Regions from separate parts of the Mus musculus genome. Here region 2 is linked to region 1. Evidence: chromatin contacts called from public HiChIP or PLAC-seq data. All regions are on one chromosome and are shown on one strand. Each heading gives the region's core, a stretch centred on a gene start, on an enhancer-like site or on the middle of the called end of the contact. The rest is flanking DNA. Distances are from core to core; before and after follow the strand shown.

What was found. HiChIP or PLAC-seq counts read pairs in DNA pulled down with a chosen protein or histone mark.
Region 2: an H3K27ac HiChIP or PLAC-seq map of the NIH/3T3 cell line shows a contact between it and region 1, with 3 times the contacts expected there. The contact joins the promoter of Col3a1 here to the enhancer-like site in region 1. A contact is called at or near these places in 14 of 39 promoter capture datasets (the 3T3-L1 cell line, 3T3-L1-derived adipocytes, HPC-7-derived erythroid cells and 8 more), 7 of 484 Hi-C or Micro-C datasets (the C2C12 cell line, adipose-derived mesenchymal stem cells, muscle stem cells and 2 more) and 3 of 115 datasets of contacts at active chromatin or transcription factors (the NIH/3T3 cell line, craniofacial prominence and embryonic limb bud).

The regions. Positions count from the first base shown.
Region 1 is chr1:44,861,119-44,865,878 of GRCm38.p6, reverse strand. No RefSeq gene overlaps it. Among named protein-coding and RNA genes, the nearest start is that of 4930521E06Rik, 120 kb to the right of the region's middle. Within about 2 kb of position 2,293, at least 11 of the 459 cell types and tissues checked have an H3K27ac peak or open chromatin away from gene starts, as enhancers often do. A contact at or near this core is called in the C2C12 cell line, the NIH/3T3 cell line and tail fibroblasts, where this site is marked.
Region 2 is chr1:45,309,208-45,313,967 of GRCm38.p6, reverse strand. Col3a1 (collagen, type III, alpha 1) reads right to left here and starts at 2,430. Exons shown (of 51, transcript NM_009930.2): 1 at 2,136-2,430. The coding sequence starts at 2,220.

The sequences.
Region 1 (4,760 bases), core at 1,044-3,543:
AAGTGCTTAAGCCACAGCTTGAATTAAAAGATTTTCCTTGACAAGCAATGTTCTTTACTTTATCATGTACTCTACAAATTTTGGGTATTACTAATATATTTCAGTTGAGTTTTGCTCTTACAGATACCATAACATACCATCAATGTTTTTGAATAATATCCAGTGTGTTCCTCATAGCTCCACTATTTACATTGAATGTTTAAACATGTAAATAAATTAAAGGAAGGTTTAATCATTTTGATTTATGATTGAGTTTCCTTTTAAATAGTTTTTTTGGATTTGAATTTCAAGTAATATTCAAATAATTAAACAGTTTATTGGGAAAAGAGTAACATATTATTAGTTATGCACCTATGTCTAATAGCTGGCTTCATGAAACGTAGAAAGTAATAACTCATAGTTATGAATAAGAAAGTAAATTCTAATAGAATAGAGGGTGGATATCTGTCCAGCTCTTGTGCTGTTTAAGTCTTATTGTAAATAATAAAAGTAGTGTGTTTTTTATTCAGGAATTGAATGATCAAGGTGGGGTAGAAACCCCAGCTTGAGATTCAAAATGTCTACAACATGTTGGCACCCAAAGTAGGGCACAGACCCAGGACTCTATGATTAAGAGTCCCTTGCTCTACCAACTGGAAAAAAAGATGAATAGAGGAGAAGCTGCCAGGGGTTAAGTGAGTCATGAAAATATGGTCATGAGGCTGGACAATTGGAGTTAAGAGCAGCCCAGATGAAACATAGTAAGTAGTAACTTGGGGTCATCAATAGGAAAATAGATTTTAATGGTATGGAGGGTGGATGTGGATATCTGCTCAGCTATTGTGCATTTTAAAGCTTATTATGAATAATAAAAGTTGTATCTTTTATCCAGGGACTGAATGATCAAGGCGGGATAGAAACCCCATGATTAGGATTAAAATTTTCTACAACAGCTGCCTTTATTTTCTATGTTGGTGGGCTACTAGAGCTACTACTCAAAATTTTTTGGTTTTATGGAGTTGTTATAACCAAGCAAACAATGACTCATTTAAAATCTGAACATCATTTAGAATCTCTTAGTTTACTTGATAAGTGGAATCAAGGTGGTGGAGTTTAAGATAAACAGCTGTCAAATCACATATGATCGCCTAGTCGGCCATCAGTGGAAAGAGAGGCCCATTGGTCGTGCAAACTTTATATGACTCAGTACAGGGGAACGCCAGGGCCAAGAAGTGGGAGTGGGTGGGTGGGGGAGTAGGTGGGGGAGCGTGTGGGGGACTTTTGGGATAGCATTGGAAATGTAAATGAAATAAATACCAAAAACAATTTTCATAAGAAATATATTAACACAATGATCTTTTATGGGAATAACAGCCATTATATAGCCACACTAATTAAAATATTTGCTGACTTGATATTTAGAAATGATGAAAATGTAATACCAAATTCAGAGGCAAAAATGAGATTTAAAATGTAAAGTTCAGTCTTTGAGTTTCAAAAATAAGACTTAAGTATACTGAATTAAAACTTTGACTTCAAATTTTGGGATAGTTTGATCAGTATTGTTATAATTAAAATAACATGAGTGGAGATTTTAATTATCTCTATTGGATATTTTATTTATTTACATTTCCAGAGGGAAAATGGGAAAGGGGATAACATCTGAAATGTAAGTGGTTTCAATTATAATTGAATTTTCTTAAAATTGAACATCTAGAAAGGTAATTATCAGATGCATGATTAATTCCCTGATTTGAGAAATTTTCATTCTCTCAGTAAACTCCATCAATGTCTGACCCTGGTATGAGTTTACAAATGTGAAGAAATGCACAAAAGGGCTGGAACAGACCCTTGAAAGAGATGATGATCTCACATGCAATAATCAGGTATGCATCTTGAAAGATGATGTAAGAGCACACGGTTCTGAATCAGAAGTATAATAAAAACTTGTGTTATGGATTCTTAAAAGACAATGGTAGTCACATATCAAGACATGTCTTATATATCTTCACATTGGTTTGTAACTTCCATGGTTGGTATAAGAAATTTCATCCTCAACATTTTTACTTCTTACCATTATTTAACCAACTCACCCTAGAAAACTGTTTACTTAAAAGGCTGCTGGATTAAGTACAGCAGCATGATATTTAAATACCAAGTGTAAAGAGAGAAATAAATATATAAATGGTTTTGGTCAACAAGAGTTAAGAACCCATCATTTATATACTGGTACACAGCTAAATTACTATGTTCTGACCCTGGTAAGACTGTATACCCCAACAATGAGAATGACTCAGACTTTTCATCTGGCCCCATAAATCAGCCTGTTATTCTGAAAGAATGACTAAGGTTCTTTCCTTAGTCATTTAATTGCATAGAGCTCATGAAAGCACAGGAGATTTTTATTATTCCTTTTCAAATACTGTTAGGTTGTTTTTTCCATGGCAGAGTAGACAGACCTTCTCGGTTTATACTTATTTCCTCCACAAGAAGGTTCATGTTTGTATTTTTGTTAATTAGTGTTTTTAAGAATCCACAAACATTTGAAAAATGTTTTATGTAAAGATGCCAGGGAGAAAAATAATGCACTGAACAGTCTGTTCTAACAGCAAATATCTCTTTACTTTAACATTGGATAAAAAGAGGTTTCCTGGTTTATATTGTACATAAATTCTGTTCATTTTATTAGTTTCTTTCCTGTTGCTCAGATAAAATACCATGACCAGTGAAACTTAAGAGAAAAAAAGAAAAGAAAAGAAAACCGTTATTAGTGTTTATAGTTCCTGAAGGATAAGAGCTGCAAGGTATCATGGACTTGAGAGCAATAAGTTGGCAGCTTCTCATCGGGAATACAAGCATGAAGCAGAGAACAAGCAGAAATCACAGCAGGTAAGTTAAGCTGGCCTCCAGTGACATAATTCATCTCAATTTCTTATAGTGTTATTTACTGCACTTAACTATATTACCCAACACATATATCAACTCACAACTGAGTTGGCTGGAACATAAATGAAGTGTAAAGAGTACCCATAAGTCAAGAATTTTGGCTTTGGGGAATTGTGCTATTAAATAATTTAATTTTAAAAATTAGAACAAATAAATGAAAACACACACATAAACGTATTGTGAAGTGTGTTGCTTCCATAATTTCTTTCTCAGCCCATTTACCATTGGTATAAAGGATGGCTACTGAATTATTTGAGTTAATTTTATATACCACCACTTTGCTGAAGTTGTTTATCAGCTGTAGAAATTCTCTGGTAGAATTGTTGGTATTACTTATGTATACTACCATATCACCAGCAAATAGTTATACCTTTACTTCTTCTTTGCCAATTTGTATCCCCTCAATCTCTTTTTGTTTACTAGTTAGAACTATGAGTACTATATTGAATACATAAGGAGAGTGGGCAACATTGTCTTGTCCCTGATTCTAGTGGGGTTGTTTCAATTATCTCTCCATTTAATTTGATATTGGCTGTTGGTTTTCTATAAATTGCTTTTACTATGTTTAGGTATGGGCCTTGAATTCCTGATCTCTCCAATACTTTTAACAAGAAAAGATGTTGTATTTTGTTAAATGATTTTTCTACATCTAATGAGATGATCAAGTGATTTTTTTCTTTGAATTTATTCATATAGTGGATTATGTTAATGGATTGTTGTATATTGAACCAACCTTGAATCCCTGGGATGAAGCATACTTGATCATAGTGAATGATAGTCTTGAGATGTTCTTGGATTGGGTTTGAGAGAATTTTATTGAGTATATTTGCATCAATATTCATAAGCCAAATTTGTCTGGAGTTCTCTTTATTGTGTCTTTGTGTGGTTTAGGTATCAGAGTTACTGTGGCTTCATGGAAAGAATTAAGTAGTTTCTCCTTTAAGGACTTCTACCTGTTTACCTGTGGTCGCCTGTATTTCTTTAAGGGAGTTATTTATGTCCTTCTTAAAGTCCTCTATCATCACCATTAGATGTGATTTTAGATCTGAATCTTGTTTTCTAGTTGTGTTGGGATATCTGTGGTAGGAGAACTGGGTTCTGATGACATCAAGTAGCATTGGTTTCTGTTGCTTATTGTGATGGTTTGTATGTCCTTAGACCAGGGAGTGGCACCATCTGAAGGTGTGGCCTTGTTGAAATAGGTGTGACCTGGTTGGAATGGGTGTGTGACTCTGGGTGTCAGTATAAGATCCTCACCCTAGTTGCCTGGAAGTGAGTCTTCCAGTAGCAGCCTTTGGATGAAGACGTAGAACTCTCAGCTCTGCCTGCGCCATGCCTGCCTGGATGCTGCCATGCTCCCACCTTGATAATAAAGGACTGAACCTCTGAAACTGTAAGCTAGACCCAATTAAATGTTGTTTGGTTTTTTGTTTGTTTTTTTGTTTTGTTTTGTTTGTTTTGTTTTTTATAAGACTTGCCTTGGTCATGGTATCTGTTCACAGCAGTAAAACCCTAACTAAAACAGAAGTTGGTACTGGGAGTGGGGTACTGCTGTGATGGGCCTGACCATGCTTTTATTTGAAAGAATGTGGATTTTTGGACTTTGGATTTGGAACTCAGTGGAATGCTTTAAATGGGGCTTAATGGGTCATCCTAGTAGAACATGGAAGACTTTGTTGCTGGGAGTAATTTGAATTGTGTTGACTTGGCCCAAGAAATTTCAAAAGAGAAGAAATTCAGTATGTGGCATAAAGACTGTTTTTGTGGTATTGTGGTGAAGAATGTGGTTACTTTTGGCCCTTGTCTGAAAAGTCTGCCTGAGGCTAAGGTGAAGA
Region 2 (4,760 bases), core at 1,181-3,680, 450 kb before region 1:
TCCCAGAAGTTAGTGTCTAGCAATTCTGTACGACTTCTAGGATTTCTGGAGAACATAGGAGATAACCCCTTTAGAGTTCTCTGAGTGTTCCCAGTGTGCTGAATGTCTGCTACTTACTGAAATCTCCTCAAAGTTAATCATTCAGTAGGATTTTCACTAAAAACCTGCAAGGAATGTGAAATATATGATCTTAAATCCTTTTTATCCTTCTTGGAGTTTTAAAGACCATAGCCCAAAGGTGGAAGCAAATGAGCTTAGGATGATGTTAAGATGGTGAGAACCAAACATGTTTCTCTTCTTACTGGAGTTAGATTGGGAAGAAACACACCCACTGTTCCTATAGTATTTCTCATATTACTTTAACTGTTAAGAAACTATAGATACTATGTTGATATTTTAATTAATGTCCCAAAGACATAGGTTTCTTCCTTCCTTCCTTTCTTCCTTCCTTCCTTCCTTTCTTTCTTCCTTCCTTCCTTCCTTCCTTCCTTCCTTCCTTCCTTCCTTTCTGTCTGTCTGTCTGTCTTTCTTTCTGTCTGTCTTTCTTTCTTTAAAAAAAATTAAGATTCTATGATTCTTCATCTAGATTTCAGAATAAAAGTTTGGGCTGCTAAGGAATTAACATTTCTTTGGATCATGTCTCCTATTAATAGGGAAGGCTTGGGGTTGTTTCATCTTCCAGGAGGGCAGGATGTGAAGAGAAAGTGAAAAAAGAAAGCTAAAAAGGAATTGACTATCCAAAGAAAAGAAAATGTAAGATGAGCTGGGGAGGAGAGAGGATGAAAATAAAGATGGGAAGCAGAGAGTGAGTCACTGAGAACAGGGAGGGGTGAGGACTGGGGTGGGGGGAGGGAGGTGGATAAGCCTAGGATGGGGGAGGGGTGATGAGTGAGGAAGGAAAATTGGGAGGGGAGTTCCTAAGGAGCCAAAAGGGGTGGAGAGATAAGGAGGGGGGAAAGATGGAGGGGGATGGAAGGGTGGGTTAAGGGGAACAGAATTAAGAAACAAGCAATCTGGGAGCTCCTTCTCTGTGTATCTGTGGACTGAACATACAGAAATATAAAGTGTCTCCTTCCCTTACTCTTGCATAGATAACTTCTGAAACTAGTGAAGACACTGCACACAGTGGAAAAACGAATGCTCATGAAGCATTTGCTAAAACTAAAGGTTTAAATACCAACGTGTTTGATTATGTATGAAAAGAACTGCTAGCAACTTCTTTTAGCCACAGATAAGATTTACATCAACACAATTATTTTGAAAAAAGTGTGCACCCCAAATTTTCATGATGACAAGGAACATATGCATTTTTAAAAGTATTTAAGTAAATAATGAGACAGTTGCTTTTAATTTGGGGCACAAGAAAATAAAGATCATTACATTTGGCTACCAAAACTATTTCAAGTCTGCCTTTTTGAGCAAAACTTGTATCTTTACCTTGTTTGGAGGAAAGCAAAAATATTCCTGTTAAATTATGTTATCTTCAGTAATGGAAATCCAGCTAAACAGAACATAAAACAACTTTTGGCAAACTCTGAGCACATTGAATGTGTGCAATCATGGAATGCAATAAAAACAGAAACAATGACACGTTTTTGCAGCCTGGGCTCATTTCTGGAAGGTCCATAGATAGTCCACATTTATAGTTTTACAGAAATACATAAGGGATTCTATTTATTTTCTAGTATCTTCTTAAGGGTTATTCATTTCAGAGACATTTCTAGTGCATTCTTTTGAAAAACATGGCTAAATATCCTATCTTTGTAAAGAGAGCAGTGTACAAAGGAGAACATGAAATTATTACAAGAGACCAATAAATTCCAGATGGCCTGGGAGCATGCCAAGATGTTCACAATGCAGGAGGGGAGTACTTTAAAACATTTTTTAAAAGGTGAACATGAAATCAAGTTAATTTAAGAACAGTTTTTACCTTAAACAACTAGAGAATATTATACATGTACATTAACTTTTAAAAAAATCAAATATAGAAAACAAAATTAAGGTTAACAAAACATTCCACAGTCAGAGGCTAGACAGGAAATTCTTAGGAGGCTGATTTTCCCACTATCTTACCCTTTGTAAGAAGTTAAGGCAAAATTAACCCAGAAAGCCTGTTCAAATCGGTACCTACTTACCTACGTTGGACTGCTGTGCCAAAATAAGAGTGGGATGAAGAAGGGTGAGAAGAAACCAGGTTCCACTTTGCACAAAGCTCATCATGTCTAAATATCAGACATGAGACTCTTTGTGCAAAAGAGGAGAGAGGAAGAAGCAGCTCAGAGTAGCACCATCAGTTGTCCCTGCCCTTCAGCACCGGGCCCGTCATAAAACTCAGCCGCTCGCTTCCCTCTGCTCTGGCCTTAAATAGGAAAAAGTTTGGCTTCCCTCACTTTCCAGCCCCTTTCTGAAATATGAGAGCAGAACCCATCCCCTCAGCAGTAAAAGCAATGATTAATATATTTTTCCCTGTGTGTAGAGGACACAACCCACAGACACAGAAACAGCACATCTGGAGCATGTGTACATCAGCCTATGCATATGTTTATAACATGCATTAGTCTTAAATACATATTTGCATGACAGAAACACATAGGAATGTGCTTTGTGATAGCCTACAACAATTGTTTGTGTGTTTTTAAATTTCCCTCTGAAACAGTAAAAACTGTCTGAATTTGAAAAAGTGTTTTGACTCCCATTCTCCGGCATGGTCATTTTGTAAATTTTATCTTTCTAGAAGACTCTGATACTTTGAGTTTTGCCAGAGTCCATCCTGACTCAATTTTAACAGGAAACTGTAAGAGACTATAAAGGAAAATCCTCTGAAGGCCCTGAACTCACCACCCACTCTGCATTCCAAATGTTAGACTGGAGGCAATTGTCACAAAACTGTCTTTGAGCTATGTTTGAAGAGATATTGAGACTCTTATCTGTTACTGTTCCCCTTGCTCTATTTCTCACGAATTTCTTTAGCAACCCTGACTGCTTCCTTGTAAAATTTCCAGTTTATGTGTTACTAAAGAAATCAGAACAGGCATTACTAAAGAGAAAAAAAAGCAATCAAACTTTTCAAGTCTTGTCCTTGTAAGAAACTACAAAAGAGAAAGTTCAAAGTGTGGAATAGAATTTCTAATTTCTAATGTAATAATTACTACAAATATGTCTACATCAGTATTTTCTATGTTTCTGTTCCAAGACCTCATCTGAAGAGTTTTCTATGTATTTCTAGATCTAGTTGAGGAATAAATACCACTATATCTCTGATTAAATCTCTGTAGAAAAAATGTACTTGTTACCCTTATTATGATGACCAACTTATATCTTGATACCCTATCCTTCACTTCCTTATTCCTTCATTTATCTTTAAAAATCAATCGTGGGCATTTTGATCCTAATCATGGCCATGTGCATTTATTTCTTTAGTCTTAACCTCATAGAAATATTCCCTTTTTGTGCATGCACACTTAAAAATTTACCCCATTATATCAATTCATGTTATTTCTTAATGATCCAGCTCAAAACTTCCCTCTTTAGGAAAACCATCTCATTTAGAATTATTTTTTATATATAATTTTCTCTTTCCTAATATATAATACTATTTTTAAAAATCTGTTTTTATAGACATCAATGCTATAAGCATGGATAATGCTATGTCTTCCTCCATGTGTCCCTGCTCACAGAGAGCCCACACTGAGATGTTCAAGGAAGAAAAGTGATGTCTTTTGGCGACAAGAAGCAATAAAATAGGACAAAAATCCACCCCCTGTGCATCTTCTGATTTCAGATTGGAGAAGAGCTGCCAGAAGAGGCAGGGAATAGAACTTCTGAGATTGGCTGGGCTCGGGTTAAAGTGAAGAAATTGAGGACCGACATGTATGTGTCTTTCTATTAATAGTCTTCATCCTTTACCTCAAAGTTTTTGTCTGTTCAAACCATGTTAGAAACATAAGTTTTTCATATATTTGCAGTATACAAAAACCAGTGCTAATACATATAAGTACATCTCTCTTTACTCTAAATGGAAAATGCAAACATTGAGATTTATTGAAAATTGTCAGTAGAATTATTTTTCTGAGTGAAAAAACGTAATGCTACTTTGTACTAATTAAAAATTTTGTATGCACTATTTCATCAACGCTATGCATAATTCCTGTCACATTCTTTAAGTTTATAAAACTTCTTAAAGTAGCATTTTTGCATAAGAAAAAGATTCCTGATTGATATACTCACTACAGACATATGGCTGATGTTTTTGCAGATCTAGGCATTGTTCCATTTTAAGGCTTTGGGGGAGACCTGGAGAACTAATCCTCCAGATTGCATGATTTATCATGCTTCTCTACTTTGAGTGTGTTTGGAAGTTCTGCTTCACAAGCCTTTGTGTTCTATGTCCTAGAGCTTTGGTTTCCTCATATCCAAATGCTTCATAGTGCAGTGTCCAGATGGGTGTCGATCTGAGTGAGCTATTGTTACAATGGCTGAAACATGTGTCCTGGGAAACCATATCAGGCAAAGCCAGCACTGTTGTGACCTACACAAATTGCTTCCTATATACTTGTCACTTTTCTGATATGAACAAGATGCATTGAAAAAGTTAGTTTCTTATTTACATCTGGAAACTTGTCAAAAATATAAGTTTCTACACCAGCTAAGTCAGTGCTCAATTTGTCTCTGGGCAAGAATGGCTGGAAAGATGACTCAAAGCAAGGGTGTGGCAGGTTATCAACCAAGAATTCAAGTCTTCAGTGGAAAGCTGTGCTTGG